2 separate regions of the Mus musculus genome follow, and region 2 is linked to region 1. The links are chromatin contacts, called in public HiChIP or PLAC-seq maps. All regions are on one chromosome and are shown on one strand. The core of a region is the stretch at or near the end of the contact, and the rest is flanking DNA. Distances in the headings are between cores, read along the strand shown. Region 1 holds the start of Aatf (apoptosis antagonizing transcription factor). Region 2 holds the start of 1700109G15Rik (RIKEN cDNA 1700109G15 gene).

Evidence for each region. HiChIP or PLAC-seq counts read pairs in DNA pulled down with a chosen protein or histone mark.
Region 2: a contact with region 1 is called in an H3K4me3 HiChIP or PLAC-seq map of embryonic forebrain, with 6 times the contacts expected there. The contact joins the promoter of 1700109G15Rik here to the promoter of Aatf in region 1. A contact is called at or near these places in 20 of 39 promoter capture datasets (the 3T3-L1 cell line, 3T3-L1-derived adipocytes, the C10 cell line and 12 more), 2 of 15 datasets of contacts at CTCF or cohesin (pro-B cells and stem cell-derived epiblast-like cells), 12 of 484 Hi-C or Micro-C datasets (the AtT-20 cell line, the G1E-ER4 cell line, the N1E-115 cell line and 5 more), 18 of 115 datasets of contacts at active chromatin or transcription factors (astrocytes, craniofacial prominence, embryonic basal ganglia and 9 more) and 3 of 9 other capture datasets (adipose tissue, embryonic tail and pancreatic islet).

What each region holds. Positions count from the first base shown.
Region 1 is chr11:84,511,423-84,515,659 of GRCm38.p6, reverse strand. It overlaps Aatf (apoptosis antagonizing transcription factor), which reads left to right and starts at 2,159. Exons shown (of 13, transcript NM_019816.1): 1 at 2,159-2,368; 2 at 3,331-3,519; 3 at 4,082-4,177. The coding sequence starts at 2,278.
Region 2 is chr11:84,717,976-84,722,212 of GRCm38.p6, reverse strand. It overlaps 1700109G15Rik (RIKEN cDNA 1700109G15 gene), which reads left to right and starts at 1,781. Exons shown (of 3, transcript NR_046197.1): 1 at 1,781-1,827; 2 at 2,150-2,302.

The DNA of each region.
Region 1 (4,237 bases), core at 910-3,409:
GTCCTCCCTTCCAGGAAGAAGATTCCTGGGGTAGGAAAGCAATTGGGAGGGTGGTGGTTGGGGTATATGTGACTACTTCCTAAAAAAAAAAAATGGGTTCCCAAGTCAGGAGCAGACAGGAGAGGGAGCATTGGTAAGCAGGCTCGGGGCACCTGTACCTTACACTGTTTGCTCAGATCTGCCTCACACAGGCCAACAGTGTCCTGTATGCACAACAGCTTCAAGGTGGGCTCTGCCCTGCTTCCTTTTCTCTTTCCACCCTGTTCTCCTCACCTTAAAGGGCAGGTTTCTAAGCACCTGAAATAATGAGGGAGGAGGATCTAGGAGAATAGAATTTACTAAGTGTGGGGTAGGAGAACATTTTTGTTCTCTGTGCCCAAGGCTACTGCACCTCATAGAGAACATGTTTTGCTATGGAGGCTCTAACACAGACTCGACTGCAAGCGCAGCGGAGAGGACCTTAAAGAACAAGCTCTCTAAACTACTCTCAGCCATACAGCAATTTTCTTCGCCTGAGTCTTCGCCTAGTCTGACATTCTTTGGCTCTCCACGTCTGAAAGGCTTTACCCTAAAACAGTTGCTTTTTTTTTTTCTATTGTCTAGGCTTGGTCATCTTCACTCAAGGACCAGTTAGGACAGGAACATGAGACATGCCACAAGAAAGTAGAAATCTCTTAAATTTCTTAAATTCGGAAATCTACCTGAATCTGAGGGTGTCTGAATTGTCTTCCAGTGGATTCTACTGGGGAGCTACCAGTTGCCTACGTTGCTGGCTTTGGGATCCAGCTGGCCTGGAGTATACTTAAAAAATGGCACTGGCCTGGGGACTTAGAACTGGAAGAGCTCCTGCTTAGTGTACAGAACACTCTGGGTTCAGCCCCTAGCTCTAAATAAACAGGGTGTAGTGGCAGGCACATGTCTCTAATCCCAGTGGAGACAGGAGGGTCAAGAAATTCAGGGTCATCTTCAATTACATGATGTGTAGGAGGCAAGAGACTGTCTTAACATACAAACAGGCATGGACACAGTGTCTATTATTCAAGTCGTTTTTTCTTTTTTTTTTTTTTCTGGATTCTTCTGAGGCAGCTTTCCTGTTATAGTAGATTCTAGGTCTCCATGGAGGAAGACCTCCAACAGATCAGTATAGACAGACCACTTTACACTCAAATTTGTCATTCCTCGGTGCAGTTCATGTTTCCTGCCCTTCTAGACTGGTCACTGTGTGGAGAGAGAGTCTAACTTACACATCCTATATTTCATCTAGCAGTGCTTGCCACAGTAGTGGGCGTCAAGGGATGCTCCATGAAAAGAAAAACGAATGCAAAGTGATGGCATAGCTTCATGGGCCTGGGTGCAATTACATTTATCACATTAAGGTCTTTGTGTATTTTGAGTCTGGCCATCTAATACCAGAACTGAGTGAAGGGTTTCTCTTCTCCCATCTTCACTAGTTTCGGGGGTCTGACTGAGTCACTCCATCTTTGAACAGAAAAGCTGTTAATATCAACGCTTCTGTAGTAGAGTAATTCTACCCCCCTGCCCCTCCCTGTGATTGCCCAGGCAAGAGGGTACAAGAAGCTACAGAAACAATCTTGATTTGTGGTACAACCATCGCGATTCCTAATTATTTCTATCAATAAAGATCGCACCTCGCCGCACACTTAACACACGCAGGCCTCTCAGATCCTGGCCCGAAGCTGTGTGCCTGGCCGCAGGCTCCTCTACCCTGAGAAAAGCCCCGTTTTGAGTCCCGGGTCTGTGCTTGCTCGAGTGTGTACCTGAGGTTTGAGAGGCTTATCCTTCACTCCCTTTCACAAACCAGCCAGCCACCAGCAGCCACAGCTACTTTACGCTTAATTCCTAAACCAAGCTCGCACAAAGCTCGAGGCGTTATTTCGTGCTTAGGGGACCCTGGCAGCTCAGAGCACAATCAACCTTTCTCGCTCCAAGCGGTCACGTGCTCCGGCGCGCTCCCGCGCCGCGCGTCCGAGGGGCCTCCGGCGCACGCGCGTTCGGGCGGCTCGCAACCCTGCCACGGTTTCGGGCGCCTGCGTCTCAGCTTAGCAGCCCAGTGGTGACGCGACGCCCCGCCCCTCCGGCGCGCGCGCGCCTCCCGGAAGTTGCCTACTGGGATTCTAAACGCCGCCTCCGCGAGGTCTCCGCCTTGAGTTGCCAAGTAGAGTCTGGGCCGTAGCGCCACTGCTGCGAGTGTCGGGCCGGGGGGCTCGGGCTGCAGTGCAGGTTCACGAGCGCAGCGCCGGCAGTGACCTGGTGACCATGGCGGCGCCGCAGCCCTTGGCTCTGCAGCTGGAACAGTTGCTGAATCCGAGACCGCGTGAGGCGGATCCTGAGGCCGACCCGGAGGAGGGTGAGGCCTGACTGGGGCTAACCACGTGCAGAGCAGTGGCTCCGACTTCAAGGGCCGCTGGTGCTTGGACCTGCTCGCCTTCCCTTTTCGCTGGGGGAAAATTGTCTCTTGGGAGGGTGGCGTGAGCAGTAATCCAGCATTCTAGACTCTGGGGGTGGGCGGGACATCAGGACCCTGGCGGGGAGTTGCAGGCAGCCGGCTGGCAGCAGTTTAGGATGCCACTTTTCTTGGTATTACCTTCGAAAGGAGAAAGAAGCCTGATGAGTTTCAGGTTTTTGTGTGTTTGAAACTGACTGCTTCTAAAATCTTCATGAGAATGAAAATGATTACCCGATGCTGTTTAGCCATGTTTATTTAGGCCTTAAGCCATTTGTCCACATTCTGATGACAGACTGATTCTTCATAAACCTGTTCTGAGACCGGCTGGGAGTAATTGTGCTTTAGACTTGGGTCAGGGAGGTGTGAGAAAGACAACTGGAGGGGTGTCATGAGTGTCTATAGCACCCAATGACTGTCACATATTGAGGAAGAATTAAGGACCCTGGGCATGTAGCCGATAACACTTGATGCACTGGATTTAATTTTCAGAACCTCTGAAAAAGAAAAACAATAAAAAACACCATGGAAAAGCAAGGAAGAATCAGATTTATACGTTCCTAGATTTATAAGTTCCAAGGCATAAAAACATGTCTCCTAGTAGTTGCAGGGAGTTAGCTCTCTGTTTAGAAATAGATAGCAATATGACAGCAGTCTCCTTAGAAACCAGAAGTCAACTCCCTATTCCTGTAAGTTAGTTATGTTATGTTATAGAGGACACAATGAATCAAGGGCTGGGGTGGAGCCCAGTACTAAGAGTACTCACCTAGTACAGGAAGGTGGGGTGTGGGGTTGAAATGGCTTAAGTGGGTTCCTGTTAAAGTATTTTTCTAACCTAAGATTCTATTTTTCTCCCTCCCCAACAGCCACTAGAGCCAGAGTGATTGACAGGTTTGATGAAGGGGAAGAGGAGAAAGATGATCTGGCAGTGAGTAGCATTAGAAAGTTGGCACCAGTCTCCCTCTTGGACACCGACAAAAGGTATTCTGGCAAGACCACTTCTAGGAAAGCTTGGAAAGAAGACCATTGGGAGCAGGCTCTGCCAAGTTCATCTGGTGAGTAGACATTTTCACCCCAAACTCTTCTCTTGGCTTAGTTCTGTATGGTTAAACTGTTTTGTTTCTGGATTCTTTCTGGAAGTCTGTGGGTCTCCACTTAATTTAGGAGAGACCATTGAATTGGTACTTGGAAGGGCCTTAGAGGTCAGCATGTTACTTTAAAAAGGATGCTAAAGGGCTGGAGAGATGGCTCCGTGGTTAAGAGCACTGACTGCTCTTCCAGAGGTCCTGAGTTTGATTCCCAGCAACCACATGGTGGCTCATAACCATCTGTAATGGGATCCGATGCCCTATTCCGGTGTGTGTGGAGACAGCTACATAAACATAAAATAAATAAATAATTCTTTAAAAAAAAAAAGGATGCTAAAGCCCAGTTAGGCTTTGTTTCCTGTTAGCGTTTTAGAGATGATAGAAACGTAGTGAGTTCGTGCAGTTGAATAGAGCACAATAACATGTTTGTTCTGTCATATAAGCTCCCACAGATTAACTGGAATGAAAGATGTGGCCTGGTATTTTTCTCTAGGTAACTCCTTTCCCCTTTTTTCCCCTTATAATTTAGATAACGAAGCATCTGATGAGGGAGGATCTGAAGATGGGGATTCAGAGGGCCTGGGCCTGGAGGAGATCTCAGAAGATGTTGACGAAGACTTAGAAGGTGAGGGCGAGGATAGTTCTTTTATCTCAGAATTAGGAGAGACTGAAGCAGGGGAATCAG
Region 2 (4,237 bases), core at 532-3,031, 210 kb before region 1:
CAGCATCCTGCCCCCACCCTGTCATCTGCTGCTGGCCCCAAGAGGGCAGCACAGGGGTGTCTTCTCGCTGGCCTAGGCACCTAAATGGTGAATCCCTTTGGAAATTTTAGTTTTGTTTTGTATGGTTCTGCACATATGTGCATGTGTGTGTGCTTTTAAGAACAGAAATCCTTATAGTACAGAAAAGTAGAAATACTTTTTGATGGTAAAGACATAGTGGGTGTATGTTTTAAAACCCCATGGACATATGTGTATGCACTTGTGTGACGCTGGGGATTGAACCCAGGGCCCTATAGAAGCGTTCTACCACCAAGTACACCAAGACAGGACAAGGGTTATCCCGGCTGAACCAGGAGCCCAGCACAAGTTCAGGGCCTCAGTTCTGCCCAGGACTACCGTGTAATGTCCCCCCTTTTCTTTTATTTGACAAAGTTAAGTGTGTGTGTTTGGGAAGGGGGAAATCTGAGGCCTTGCACACCCGTGCACTTTGTTCATAGATGATACGGAGTGCGCACACACACACACACACACACACACATGCGCACGCGCACGCACACACACACTTTCATGCTGCTCCAAGGAGAACAATGACCAGCTTGTGTTCAAGAATAAGACAGGTCTGGCCTCATGTCCTTGGTTTGCTATTTCCTGCTCTGTGACCTTAGGAGCGTTTCTTCCCTGCTTTCAGACTCAGTTTCCCCATCTGTGAATTAAGGCTAATTACATGGGGGAAAGAAACAAATAAGATTATAAAGGATAAAAATGTGGTACATGTAAGATTCTTAGGGCAGTATCTGACAAGCATGGGTAGGTTAGACAGCAAGACTCAGTGGGCATTTTCCATTGCCATCTCTGTTACGCCAGCAGGGGGAGGCCCATCCAGGAGTCAACTCTATTGAACAACTCTACTGGAGTCTGGTGTTCCCACATGCTGCCTTGTTTGATCTTGTCAATGTCCTTATGAGGTTCATAAGTACTATCAGACTATCAGACTAGTAAGGAAGCTAAGGCTCAGAGGTTTCAGTGGATGATGTCCCAGCCTGAGATCAGCTGGGAAGAAAGAGCCAAGGTTTGGATATTGGGATTCATGACACTCAAGAGCTCTTCTCCTCCTCTTCTACTTCTACTTCTTTTTTTTTTCTTTTCAAAAAATTTTTTTTATTGATTTATTATATGTTAGTACACTGTAGCTGTCTTCAGACACCCCAGAAAAGGGCATCGGATCCCATTACAGATGGTTGTGAGCCACCATGTGGTTGCTGGGATTTGAACTCAGGACCTTTGGAAGAACAGTCAGTGCTCTTAACTGCTAAGCCATCTCTCTAGCCCTCTCCTCCTTCTCCTCCTCCTCCTCCTCCTCCTCCTCCTCCTCCTCCACCTCCTCCTCCTCCTCCTCCTCCTTTCTTCTCCTCCTCCTCTTCTTCCTCCTCCTCCTTCCTCTTCTTCTTCCTCTCTCTTTCTTTTTCTTTTTTGGACAGAGTCTCATGTATTCCAGGTTAGCCTCAAACTTCATATGTTTCTGAGGACACTCATGATCTTCTGGTTCTTCTGCCTCCACCTTCTGAGTGCTGAGATTATAAATGTGCACTACCACATCTGGTTTATATGGTGCATTCTGGGGATCAAACTCAGGGCTTTGTGTATGGTAAGCAAGCATTCTACAAACTGTGATGCAATATGGCAGAACTCTGAGCAATTACTCTGTTCTGGGCCCTGGGGAGGGACTCTCATTGGTCACAGAGGGTATTGTCATCGCCTTTGAGAAAGGTGGAGCCCACTTAGGGGAGACCAGATACTTCAGAGGGTTCAGAGTGGTTATAGGAGAAGGTACCAGTACCAACTTGAGCAACATTAGCCCCTACTTCCTTCCTCCCTCTCTTCCTCCCTCTCTTCCTTCCCGTTGGATGCTCTTGCTATTTACACATCAGCTCTTGTTCTGTTCTGTTTTGTTTTGTTTTGCTTTGTTTTTCTAGACTGAGTTTCTCTGCGTAGCCTTTGCTGTCCCAGAACTAGTTCTGAAGAACAGGCTGGTCTCAAACTCTGAGATCTGCCTGCCTCTGCCTCCTAAGTGCTGAGATTAAAGGTGTGCAGCACCACCAACTGGCTATGTGTCCACTCTTTTACATGCATTATTTATTATTTTGCACAGCTGTTAACAAGAGTATTTATGTGTGGAGTTGCTGATTGTAATCACAGTAAAAGGAGAAGTGACATTTGAAGGCCTACTGTGTACTGAACTCGGAACAAAGGGAGTTCTGAGTAACTATATAACTTCAGCACATCTTCTCAGCAACCTGATGAGGTATGTAAAGTTGTTGTTAGCTCTGTATTATAGATGGGGGAACTGAAGTTTGGAACAGTTAAGTAATTTGCTCCAAGTTACACAGTGTCTTAGTTAGGGTTTCATTGCTGTGAAGAGGCACCATGACCAAGGCAACTCTTATAAAGGAAAAAAAAAAACATTTAATTGGGGCTGGCTTACAGATTCAGAGGTTCAGTTCATTATCATCCTGGTGGGAGCATGGAGGCACCCTGGCAGACATGGTGCTGGAGAAGGAGCTGAGAGTTCTACATCTGGATCAGAAGGTAGCCGGAAGAGACTGAGACATACTTCCTCCAACAAAGCCACACCCACTCCAACAAGAAGACACCTCCTAATAGTGACACTTCTTATGAGCTTATGGGGGCCAGTTTTCCCCCCAAAACCACCACACACAGTAAACACTAGAGCCTCCTCTTAGTTTGAATTCTTTTTTATTTTAGTTTTTTTTTCTTTCTTTTTTATTAACCTGTGTGTGTGTGTGTGTGCGCACACACACACAGTTCACATGTGGAGGTCAAAGGGCGACTTGTAGGAGTCTGTTCTTTCCTTCCACCATGTGGGCTCTGGGTCATCAGGTCATCAGGCTTGGTGGCAAGTGCCATTACCCGCTGAGCCCTGAGTTAAACTCTTAATAGTGAAGGATCACAGGACAAATCCCCTGCCACCTCCCTCCACTCCCGTCACTCTCTTCGCCAGTCAGAGATCTATGAAGTAAAAATTTCCCAAACCCACATATATAAGTACACGTATAGAGAGAGACTTTTTTCCTTAACATTAACCATCCTGCTGCAATGGTCTGACAGTTCATCTCCCTCATTTTATGCCAGAAAATACAGTTCTCTTCCATTCTTGTATCTGTCACCTAGTATTCCACAGAATGGATTCACTGACGGAATTCACGTCCGTTTGGCTTGTTTTTAATATTTTGATATTGCATGCAATGAGCAATGCTTCCCCTAAGCTAGTACAAGCCTCTTAGGCTTGTGAGCTCAGACCTAAAAGATGAATTACCAAATGGAGGAGAGTGTGCCTTTAACAGTTTCTCAGTTGTCGCCTAACTGTCCTCCCCAGAGATGACTCTCCCCAGAGCACGAGAGACGATCTCCATTTCATTACTTCTTTGACATTGCATTCTCTCTCTCTCTCTCTCTCTCTCTCTCTCTCTCTCTCTCTCTCTCTCTCTCCTAAACTGGTATATCAGTAAAAAATCTCTTTGTTATTTTAATTTCCCTGATTACTACTGAGACTGGGGATTTTTATATTTATAGACCTTTTTTTTTCTGCTGTATTCATCGTTTTTCTGTATCATACATGAATATGCTTTGCCTATTTTTTTATTGAATCCAAGAGTTTAAGGTCTTTATAATATTAATTTCCTCATTATAAAAGTAATGCATGCTAAATTAAGAACAGTAGAAAACAGAAAATAGTAACGAAAGTGTATATTGTGTATAATCTCACACAAAGAAAAACATTTAGCAGCATATCTTTGCATTTTTATGCAAATCTATATGTGTGTACCATGCCATTCATAGCATAGCATGAAATATACTTTCTTGGGTGCTTTTCCCACTGGACATTATAAAAAGCATATTAACCTTTGTTATTAAAGATCCTAAACACATTTTTTATGTTTAGCATGATCAAATTGGTATGTAAAAAATTATTTGAACATTACTCTAGTTGCTAGATATGTTTCACTATTATAAAGAAAAATATCTTCCCACAACAGGCGTGGTGGCATACATCTTTGATTCTAGCACTCAGGAGACAGAGGCAGATTTCTGAGTTCAAGGCCATCCTGGTCCATATAGTGAGTTTCAAGCTAGCCATAGCTATACAATGAGACCCTGTCTCAAAAAAAAAAAAAAAATCCTGTCTACATTGTTGGCTATTTCCTTAGGAGAAAATTAC